Linked DNA regions of Mus musculus: regions 1 and 3 are each linked to region 2. Evidence: chromatin contacts called from public Hi-C and Micro-C data. All regions are on one chromosome and are shown on one strand. Each heading gives the region's core, a stretch centred on a gene start, on an enhancer-like site or on the middle of the called end of the contact. The rest is flanking DNA. Distances are from core to core; before and after follow the strand shown. Region 1 holds the start of Pou4f1 (POU domain, class 4, transcription factor 1). Region 2 holds the start of Kctd12 (potassium channel tetramerisation domain containing 12). Region 3 has its middle 25 kb from the start of Gm9922.

Region 1 (3,251 bases), core at 194-2,693, 1.5 Mb before region 2:
GGCTCTCTAGCCAGCAGATGTGATAACATCTGGACCGTTATTATCACCCTAGGCAAGGACTGTATCCTTAGGGACTTAGGCACCCAAGCTGAGGCTCCCCAGAGAGGCCCTTGATCTGCTGCTACATGAGGGTAATATAACAGGTTCATTAATTTATTTCTTCTTCATAGGTCTTCATTTCACAGTTGTTGTTGTTACTATTATTGAAGGCTGGACTAGATAGCATACCAGTTCCTTCTATCTGATTTGAATTTACATTTTGAATTACAATCTATAGATTAGCTTCATTCTGTATCCCAGGTAAGAAAAATACTGTAAGCAGGCAGATATAAAAAGCAAGGGTCCAAAGCGATGTGAAAGAAAGTTCTCTTTTCAACATCTTATTCCCTTTTCTCTGAAGTGGATTTCTTTTCCTGGAGTTTCCAGGGGGGAAAAAAGTGTGTGTGTGTGTGTGTGTGTGTGTGTGTCTCACTGGAGAGGAAAAGATAAAGATCTCGGCTACACCCTGTTTACTATTTTTCCTTTTTGATGACTCAAAGCCTCAGATCACCTAGAGCTCCTTTGAAATGTGAGTTTGTACACGGTTAAAGGAGACAAACAATAAGAGAAATGCACAATTTCATTTCAACAGCTTTTCCCGAGTAGAAAGCACACACTCCTTACTGCTCCTAAGTGACTGTCACTGGTGGTGCCTGACACAGTTATATTCACAACAACAAAGTATGCAGAGAAATTAAATTACGTGGAAATCAATAGCGTCTGACTGCTTCAAACAACTGTCTGTCATGGCTATTATTCTCCGGGAGCCTATTTATAAACCATGAAAGAAACAGGTTCTTGCAGCATAAAGACAGCATCATCCACAGCGCATTTCTGTGTTGCTATTTTTCTCCATATACAGAGGAATGCACGGGCATAATTTAACATACAAATGCCTCTCTGTATACATTATATAACAGCTTGTTAGGCACCGGGTAGTGGAGGTGTGCCTAAATAATGCGCATATATTCTGGGAGGAAAACACACCCGAGAGGAGTGCTTGCATCCTGGCTTTCTTCCTCCAAAAGGTTCCTACCCTTCAACAATAACGGGCCCTTTTTGATCTTTGCAGACCGGCGGAGGCAAGGTGGGACCTGCAGCGCGCATGCCTGGCCAGCTACAGGTGCATCACCTGCCTTGTCCTTGCTGGTGGTCACTATAAGAGCGGCTCCCACGCGCCGCCGCCGGTCGCGGCTCGACGAGCGCGCGCGCGCCCGCCCGCCCGCTCGCTCGCCCAAGCACGGCGCCGCGGCCGCGGGGAGGGCGCGCGCCAGACAGACGGAGACAGCTGCTGTCTGTCAGCGCGGCGGGGCCCGCGAGCTCTCGCGAGAGCTGCCCGGGCCGGCCGCGAGAAGTGGGGCTCAGGTGTAAGAGGAGCGCAGCCCGTCGGCGCGCCGGGGCTAGAGCTCTCGGAGAAGCGGGATCGCGGGACCTGCGCGCGGGCCGGCGGGCGGGCGCTCTGCGCGGTCGGTCCGAGGCAGCGGGCTGCGCTCGCCGGCGCAGCAGCGGCAGCAGCAGCAGCAGCAGCCCCCGCGGCGAGCCTCCGAGCGGAGCCGCCGAGCAGTGCGAGCGAGCGCAGCCTCGGGACGGAGGCCGGGCGAGCCGGCGTGCGCACTTTGCCGCGGACTTTGCGAGTGTTTTGTGGATTTTTACATGCCAAGGCGCCAAGATGATGTCCATGAACAGCAAGCAGCCTCACTTTGCCATGCATCCCACCCTCCCTGAGCACAAGTACCCGTCGCTGCACTCCAGCTCCGAGGCCATCCGGCGGGCCTGCCTGCCCACGCCGCCGGTAAGCGCCCCACGCCCGCGGCCCCGGTCCCGGCCCGCGCGCTCGCCCCCTCCCCCGCTCCGCGCCGCTGCCTGGCGGCAGCTGCCCCGGGCGGCTCCGGGCCCCGCTCCCGCGGGCGGGACTGCTCTTAGAGGGATCCCGCTGCCAGGCACGCGTGGCCCGGGGCCGCTGGAGGCCCGGGTCCCATCCGCCTGTGCCTCTGTCCAGCGCCTGCCATCCGCGGGGAGCTCTCGGGCCGCGGCTGTCGACTTGGCTCCACTTTGTCGGTTAATTTTACGCCTGCACAAGGCGATCTCTGCTCGCTCGCTCGCTCGCTCGCTCGCTCGCTCGCTTTCTCGTTCGGGTGTGTGGCACGGGTCCTTAGCTTCGAGTGACATCTCCATTTCTTCTTTTTCTTCTTCTTTTCGCTCTTTTTTGTCGTCTCCCACTGTCTTCCCCGGAATGTGTTTCCGTGTGCGTCCCCTTCTACCCTTCCCTGGCCCTGTGCCTCTCCCCTTCTATTTCCCCCACCCCGGCATGTTCTCAAATCGTCCCCCGGTCCTCCGTTGACCCTGCTCTTCCCACCCCCCGTTGTTATTTTGGTCGCTTTGTGTTTTGCCTTTTGCCCGTGCTTTCCTGCTTGTGTGTTTGTTTTGTGGTTTCTTTGGTGTTTGTCCCCCCTTTTTTCTTTTTTTTTCTTTTTCTTTCTTCTTTTTTTTTTCTTTCCTTTTCTTTTTGGTTTGGTTTGTGTCGCCTGCAGCTGCAGAGCAACCTCTTCGCCAGCCTGGACGAGACGCTGCTGGCGCGGGCCGAGGCGCTGGCGGCCGTGGACATCGCGGTGTCCCAGGGCAAGAGCCACCCTTTCAAGCCGGACGCCACGTACCACACGATGAATAGCGTGCCCTGCACGTCCACGTCCACCGTGCCGCTGGCGCACCACCACCACCACCACCACCACCACCAGGCGCTCGAGCCCGGTGACCTGCTGGACCACATCTCGTCGCCGTCGCTCGCGCTCATGGCCGGCGCAGGGGGCGCAGGCGCGGCGGGAGGCGGCGGCGGCGCCCACGACGGCCCCGGGGGCGGAGGCGGACCGGGGGGCGGCGGTGGCCCGGGCGGCGGCGGCCCCGGGGGTGGCGGCGGCGGCGGCGGCCCGGGGGGCGGCGGCGGCGGCCCGGGCGGCGGGCTCTTGGGCGGCTCGGCGCATCCGCACCCGCACATGCACGGCCTGGGCCACCTGTCGCACCCCGCGGCGGCGGCGGCCATGAACATGCCGTCCGGGCTGCCGCATCCCGGGCTCGTGGCCGCGGCGGCGCACCACGGCGCGGCGGCGGCAGCGGCGGCGGCGGCGGCGGGGCAGGTGGCGGCGGCGTCGGCCGCGGCGGCGGTGGTGGGCGCGGCGGGCCTGGCGTCCATCTGCGACTCGGACACGGACCCGCGC
Region 2 (3,195 bases), core at 19-2,518:
TCCCCTGGGAGACCATGGAAGGTTTCCCGGCAGTGGCAGAATTCTGTGGGCTGAAATTTGTGCATGACTCCAAACGCTGAACAAGTAGGAGTCCATAGAGAGCATGGCTAAATCTGAAGGGCCTTCAGACCTACACAGCCTTTCTTCTCTGGTGGACGGTCTTGTAAAGTACAGAAGAGAACGATGGAGGGAGGAGGAGAACACGGGTTACTGGACCTTTAGAACAGTTATGCATGGGCTAAAAGTAAATTATTTTCTATACGTGCATTAACATTTCAAGGAACAAATAAAACATCAGCGGAATTTTAGTAAAATAATGAAATACTAGTAAAATCATTAAATACTAATAATACGAATAAAAGAAAATATTAGATTGGAATTTTCTGGTGCGATTTACAGATGGCTGAAAGCAACCGGAGGCCTCACGTCCCACTATTGGAGGCGCTTATTAGCTTTTCTTGCCCACGCAGTGTAAGCCCCTCCCCCCCCCTTTGTGTCCACCCAACTTCCTCTCCTAGTCATTTCTGCTCACTGCAGTACTGTGTTGTGGTTTCCTAACCAAAGACTTTATGCTCTCGCAAAATAATCTAACAGAGCATTTTCGCGAAGCATTCGCTTGTGGTTTCTAGGGATTTTTCGAGGCTATACGCTAGTCACATAGTCACGTGAAAAACCTTTGGGTGGTCTGGACTTGAAGGGACCGGTGCATCCTTTCCAAGTTAGTGTCTCTTCAGAACTTCCAGAGACCCGGGGATGGATCTCCAACAGCAGCGCTCTGCACTGTTAGAAGCGGGTAGGTCTAGAGGGCGCTAGCCGCAGGCAATCAAGCTTTTCCACTCTGCCAGAAAGTTTCCAACCCCTTCTGGAGTCCCCGGGTGCCGGCTGCGGTCAGCCGAGAAGGGCGGCGGGAGGGGAGGTGGGAACACAAGAGGATCGCTTTAGTGATCAGCCTCCTGGAGAAGCGCCTGGAGGCTCTGACCCACTGCGGAAGAGGAAGAGGAGCTGGGCCCGGAGCGGGTGGGCGGACGGGCGGTGACAGTCCGGTCGTCCCCCGGAGCGCGCGGGTCAGGGTGGAGCCTGCAGCCCCGAGCCGCGTCAGCGTTTAGCATGCAAATGCATTCCCCGCTCCTCCCCCACCCCCACCCCGCCCCAGCCCTCCCCGCCCCGGGAGCGAGCTCAGCGGCTCCGCAGCCGCCCACCGCCTCCTGCGCGCCGCGCCGCCCAAGCGGGCGGCTCTACTTAAGCGGCGCGCGGGCCGCGACCCGCCACTCGCCTGGAGCGCGCGGGCGAGGCAGGCGCAGCGCACCGGGGCTCTCGTGGGCGCACTGCTGCGCGCTCGCACCGCGCGGCTCTCAGTGGCCGGCCGCCGCCTGAGCGCAGGGCTCCCCGATAAGAGCCGCTGGGGCTTCCGATCGCGACCCCGCTCCCTGCCACTTGGCCCATCCGGGCCACCTCTTTTTGGCCATGGCTCTGGCGGACAGCACCCGAGGATTACCCAACGGGGGCGGAGGCGGAGGTGGCAGCGGCTCGTCGTCGTCCTCGGCGGAGCCGCCGCTCTTCCCGGACATCGTAGAGCTGAACGTGGGAGGGCAGGTGTATGTGACCCGGCGCTGCACCGTGGTGTCCGTGCCCGACTCGCTGCTCTGGCGTATGTTCACGCAGCAGCAGCCGCAGGAGCTGGCCCGGGACAGCAAAGGCCGCTTCTTTCTGGACCGGGACGGCTTCCTCTTCCGCTACATCCTGGATTACCTGCGGGACTTGCAGCTCGTGCTGCCCGACTACTTCCCGGAGCGCAGCCGGCTGCAGCGCGAGGCCGAGTACTTCGAGCTGCCGGAGCTCGTGCGTCGCCTCGGGGCGCCCCAGCAACCCGGTCCGGGGCCACCGCCGCCGCACTCGCGCCGCGGGGTGCACAAGGAGGGCTCTCTGGGCGATGAGCTGCTGCCGCTGGGCTACGCAGAGCCCGAGCCGCAGGAGGGCGCCTCGGCCGGGGCGCCTTCGCCCACGCTGGAGCTGGCTAGCCGCAGCCCGTCCGGGGGCGCGGCGGGGCCCCTGCTCACGCCGTCCCAGTCTTTGGACGGCAGCCGGCGCTCCGGCTACATCACCATCGGCTACCGCGGCTCCTACACCATCGGGCGCGACGCTCAGGCGGACGCCAAGTTCCGGCGGGTGGCGCGCATCACCGTGTGCGGCAAGACGTCGCTGGCCAAGGAGGTGTTTGGGGACACCCTGAATGAGAGCCGGGACCCCGACCGGCCCCCGGAGCGCTACACCTCCCGCTATTACCTCAAGTTCAACTTCCTAGAGCAGGCCTTCGATAAGCTGTCCGAGTCGGGCTTCCACATGGTGGCGTGCAGCTCCACGGGCACCTGCGCTTTTGCTAGCAGCACCGACCAGAGCGAGGACAAGATCTGGACCAGCTACACCGAGTACGTCTTCTGCAGGGAGTGAGCTCCCCACGCCCGCCCCTCGCCACTCCGGTGCCCACTTCCCTTCCTCCCCTCGGGGGACAGGATTATAGATGCCCTCGCTTCCTCCCTGTTTCCCGATTCCTTCTGCCCCCACCCCCAGATCTCCTAGTAGGTCACCCAGACCCGTCTGCACCCCACTTGCGAATCTGCAGCCACAAATCCTCTGGGCGTCTTCATCATCTTTGGACCCCACTAGCCGAGAGAGTGTTCTGATGTAGCCCTTCACTCATGCTTCCTCTACTCCTGGCCTCCAACCACCCTTCCCCCAGATTGTCGTGATCTAGTGGGACAGTCACCAAGTACCTGGGAATGACTGAATTGATCAGAATCGGATTGCACGGTGTCCGGCGTGCAGTTCGGACGAGTCCTTGACATCTTAAACCCTTTGACTCCATAGCGGTTTCAGAGATCAGAACTGAGAGTGCTGTGTGGAGAGAGTGCTTTAAAAGGTTGTTAGAGATTTGACCCTCATTAGAAAGAGAGTTTTAGACAATTGAATGGTAGACCGTATGCTGGAAGACCCCAAGGACGCAGTTCAGAGACTGTAAATAAAGAGATTTTTTTGTTTGTTTTTAAAGTTACAGGTAGAAGTAAATTCTAGTACTGGCAACAGGGGAGAGTTCTATTTACCCCCAACACATTAGATCTCCTGTGGCTTAAAATTGTAGAAAGCAATCCTCCTGCCTGCGGAGGCGCCCTTTCTCTTCAGCTGTTTGCCGAGCTTTAG
Region 3 (3,023 bases), core at 184-2,683, 1.3 Mb after region 2:
GTCTGAAGACCTAATGAGGGATGTTTCACATGGAAGCCGTATGTAGTTTGTATATCTGAAAGCTGTTATAATTTTCTAGGTAATTTCAGTTCATTTAGTGACAGTTTCCACTAACGGTTATATCCAGATGTGGGTTCTCAACCACACTGCCCATCAGAGGAGCTACAGACAACAAACAGCCTGTCTTCACTGTCTTGGAGGGCTTCCTTGGGGTATGTAGTTGTCGACTATAGAAATGTCACAGTGAGGGCCTTCACCTAACAAACAGATATAAATAAGAGGTTCAGAATAACCCAAAGACACAGATTTAGAGTAACTTAAAAAAACAAAAAACAAAAAACAAAACAAAACAAGTAAGAATATGTAAGAAATGAGATCAAAATAGCTATGACACACTGGCACTGCCCTCCGAGGCCTTAAGAGTCTTTTTTGTTGTTTTGTTTTTGTTTTTGTTTTTGTTTTTGTTTTTGTTTTTGTTTTTCAAGACAGGGCTTCTCCACGTAGACTTGACTGTCCTGGAACTTGTTCTTGTAGACCAAGCTGGCCTTGAACTTGAAAATGGATCCTTGTGCCTTTGCTTTTCTGCTAGGATAAAAAGCAAGTGCCATCTTTCTTTTTTTTTTTTACAGTCCAATCTTTATCTGCCTCCCAGTCTGTCCTCAGACTGTTCCTCATCCCATTCCTCCTCCCTGTCTCCAAGAGGATGTCCTCCACCACCCCATCAAACCTCCCCATTCCCTGGGGCCTTGAGTCTCTCGAGGGTTAGGTTCATCTTCTCTCACCAAGCAGTCCTCTGCTGTATATCTGTCAGGGGAGTATTCTTTATATATGTTTATATGGTCAAATTTTATATCAAAATAAAGGAAATGATGATCCACTTTCTGCTACGTGAACAGAGCATATTCCATACTTCTGCTCTGATAATCATTTAATGAAAATACAAGGAACAAATCTGTTTGTTTATTTTACATCCTGACTTCAGTTTCCCTTGCCACTCTCTCCTTCCAGTCCCTCCTCCCAACCTCCCCTCTCCCCGGCCCCTCTGTCTTCAGAAAAGGGCAGGCTTCTCATTGATATCAAGGAACCATAGCATATCAAGTTGCAGAAAAGACTAAGCACCTCCTTGTTGTTCCCACTCAGGAATCGTTCTTGAACCCCAAAAGACCACCAAGGACCTTATTCTGATGCCAATCACACGAGGGTCTTGTTTTATTTAAACTGGAGCTTGGGCTCATTGCTGACCCTGACTAAACAGGATGGGAGGGTGAAGCCCTGAGCCCTCAGCAGGACAAGGTTTTACAGGAAATGTCAAGCAAGCGAGGGGGTTTCCAAACTGGCAAGCCTATAATTGAATGACTATTATAACATACGTAAGCCAACAGGTGGGTGCTCTAAAGCAAAACCATGAACAATCACAACGGTCTGAAAGTACACCTGGAACAATCCAACTAATCTTGATTGGCTGTCACTAAGGAGTAGCTAGGGAGTAAGTCTGGGGCATGGGCCAGAGGCAAACTCTGTGGTTCTTCCTAGAATGGGTGCAGCTTGGGTTTAGCTGAGGTCAAGTTCTTGGGCTCTTTTTCTTTTAAAATGGAGGCTGGCCCCAAGATGGAATAGGTTTGGCCTCTCATCCTCTCCTTTTAAAGCTGCAGTAGGCAAACCAGTAGAAGGAAAATGGTTCCAAAAGCATCCAACAGAACCAGATACAGGCTCCACTGTTAGAAGTTCCGCCGAAAACCAGCCTACATAACTATAACATGAATACAAAGGTTAGACCTGTGCAGGCTCCCTGGTTGTTGGTTCAGTCTCAGTGAGCCCCTATGAGCCCAGGTTCGTTGATCCTATGGGTTTTCTTATGGTGTCCTTGACCTGTCTGACTCCTACAATACTTCCTTCCCCTCTTCTACAGGATTTCCTAAGCTTCAGCTAATGTTTGGCTGTCTTATCAGAGAATCTTAAAACATGAAAACATCAAACTTTGTGTGTATAAAAAGCCTGTAGGGCTGGCGAGATGGCTCAGTGGTTAAGAGCACCGACTGCTCTTCTGAAGGTCCGGAGTTCAAATTCCAGCAACCACATGGTGGCTCACAACCATCCGTAATGTAATCTGATGCCCTCTTCTGGAGTGTCTGAAAACAGCTACAGTGTACTTACATATAATAAAGAAATAAATCTAAAAAAAAAAAAAAAAGCCCTGTAAACCAGCTCTCAAGATATCTTACAGTGAGTACACACTTTTCAAGTGGTTTCTTTGGCATCAGCAAAGGATTTAATTAACAGAATTTATACCCACGTCACCGGCCTTTTTTATGTGACAACAAGGACATGCGAACATCCTTATTTTATCTGTGGACTAGTTATGGGTCCCATCCCAGCCCCACCCAACATAACCTATAGGACATCCACAGCCCAAAATGACACAGTATGTCATATCATCTATCTACACTCTCCTGAACACTTCAAGCAATCTCCAGATCACTAGGAATACGACATATTGCTGTTAGATTGGCTTAAGGGAAATGACAAAGATCTGTGTAAAGATGTTAATGTTTCTAAATGTTTTCCGTCTACAGTTCATTGGTCTGAGGACACCTTTGATACTTACATATAGAGGACTGGTTGTACAGGATATGTACATACATATGTATGTATGTATGAGAAAACATGAGTGTGTGTGTGTGTGTGTGTGTGTGTGTGTACACAGATCTATGCAAGAATTATCTAAAATAGATTCAAGAGGGTGGTGAAAGCTGGCAGTCTCTTGGTGCCCACAGGTTGCAGAAGTTCAAAGTTCCAGTCTTCCTACAGGAATGAGCTTCTTCAATCTTTCCCTAGACTTTTACAGCTTTACTGGACCTTGCAGCCACAGAGATAATTTTTTTTTTTTTTTGGAGAGATGATTCAACATGATGACAACGATGATGGCGAAGAAGAGGAAGGCAGAGACCCATGGGGTCAAGAGAGCTATAGGTTTGATGGTTCTTGGCCTCTGGAGGAATTCGGTTTCAGCTTCAGCTCCGGAG

The links. Hi-C and Micro-C count contacts between places; a contact is called where the count stands out from the background.
Region 1: a Micro-C map of embryonic stem cells shows a contact between it and region 2, with 7 times the contacts expected there. The contact joins the promoter of Pou4f1 here to the promoter of Kctd12 in region 2. A contact is called at or near these places in 2 of 39 promoter capture datasets (embryonic stem cells and pre-B cells), 5 of 484 Hi-C or Micro-C datasets (all in embryonic stem cells) and 1 of 115 datasets of contacts at active chromatin or transcription factors (embryonic stem cells).
Region 3: a contact with region 2 is called in a Hi-C map of B cells, with 11 read pairs. The contact joins the enhancer-like site here to the promoter of Kctd12 in region 2. A contact is called at or near these places in 3 of 39 promoter capture datasets (3T3-L1-derived adipocytes, cranial neural crest and maxillary cranial neural crest), 1 of 484 Hi-C or Micro-C datasets (B cells), 7 of 115 datasets of contacts at active chromatin or transcription factors (embryonic forebrain, embryonic limb bud, embryonic stem cells and 4 more) and 1 of 9 other capture datasets (embryonic stem cells).

What each region holds. Positions count from the first base shown.
Region 1 is chr14:104,466,191-104,469,441 of GRCm38.p6, reverse strand. It overlaps Pou4f1 (POU domain, class 4, transcription factor 1), which reads left to right and starts at 1,443. Exons shown (of 3, transcript NM_011143.4): 1 at 1,443-1,831; 2 at 2,571-3,251. The coding sequence starts at 1,709.
Region 2 is chr14:102,980,710-102,983,904 of GRCm38.p6, reverse strand. Kctd12 (potassium channel tetramerisation domain containing 12) reads left to right here and starts at 1,268. Exons shown (of 1, transcript NM_177715.4): 1 at 1,268-3,195. The coding sequence starts at 1,465. The coding sequence ends at 2,448. Mir5130 (microRNA 5130) reads left to right here and starts at 1,273; the gene lies at 1,273-1,356.
Region 3 is chr14:101,703,036-101,706,058 of GRCm38.p6, reverse strand. It overlaps the pseudogene Gm18075. Among named protein-coding and RNA genes, the nearest start is that of Gm9922, 25 kb to the left of the region's middle. Within about 2 kb of position 1,433, at least 10 of the 459 cell types and tissues checked have an H3K27ac peak or open chromatin away from gene starts, as enhancers often do. A contact at or near this core is called in B cells, where this site is marked.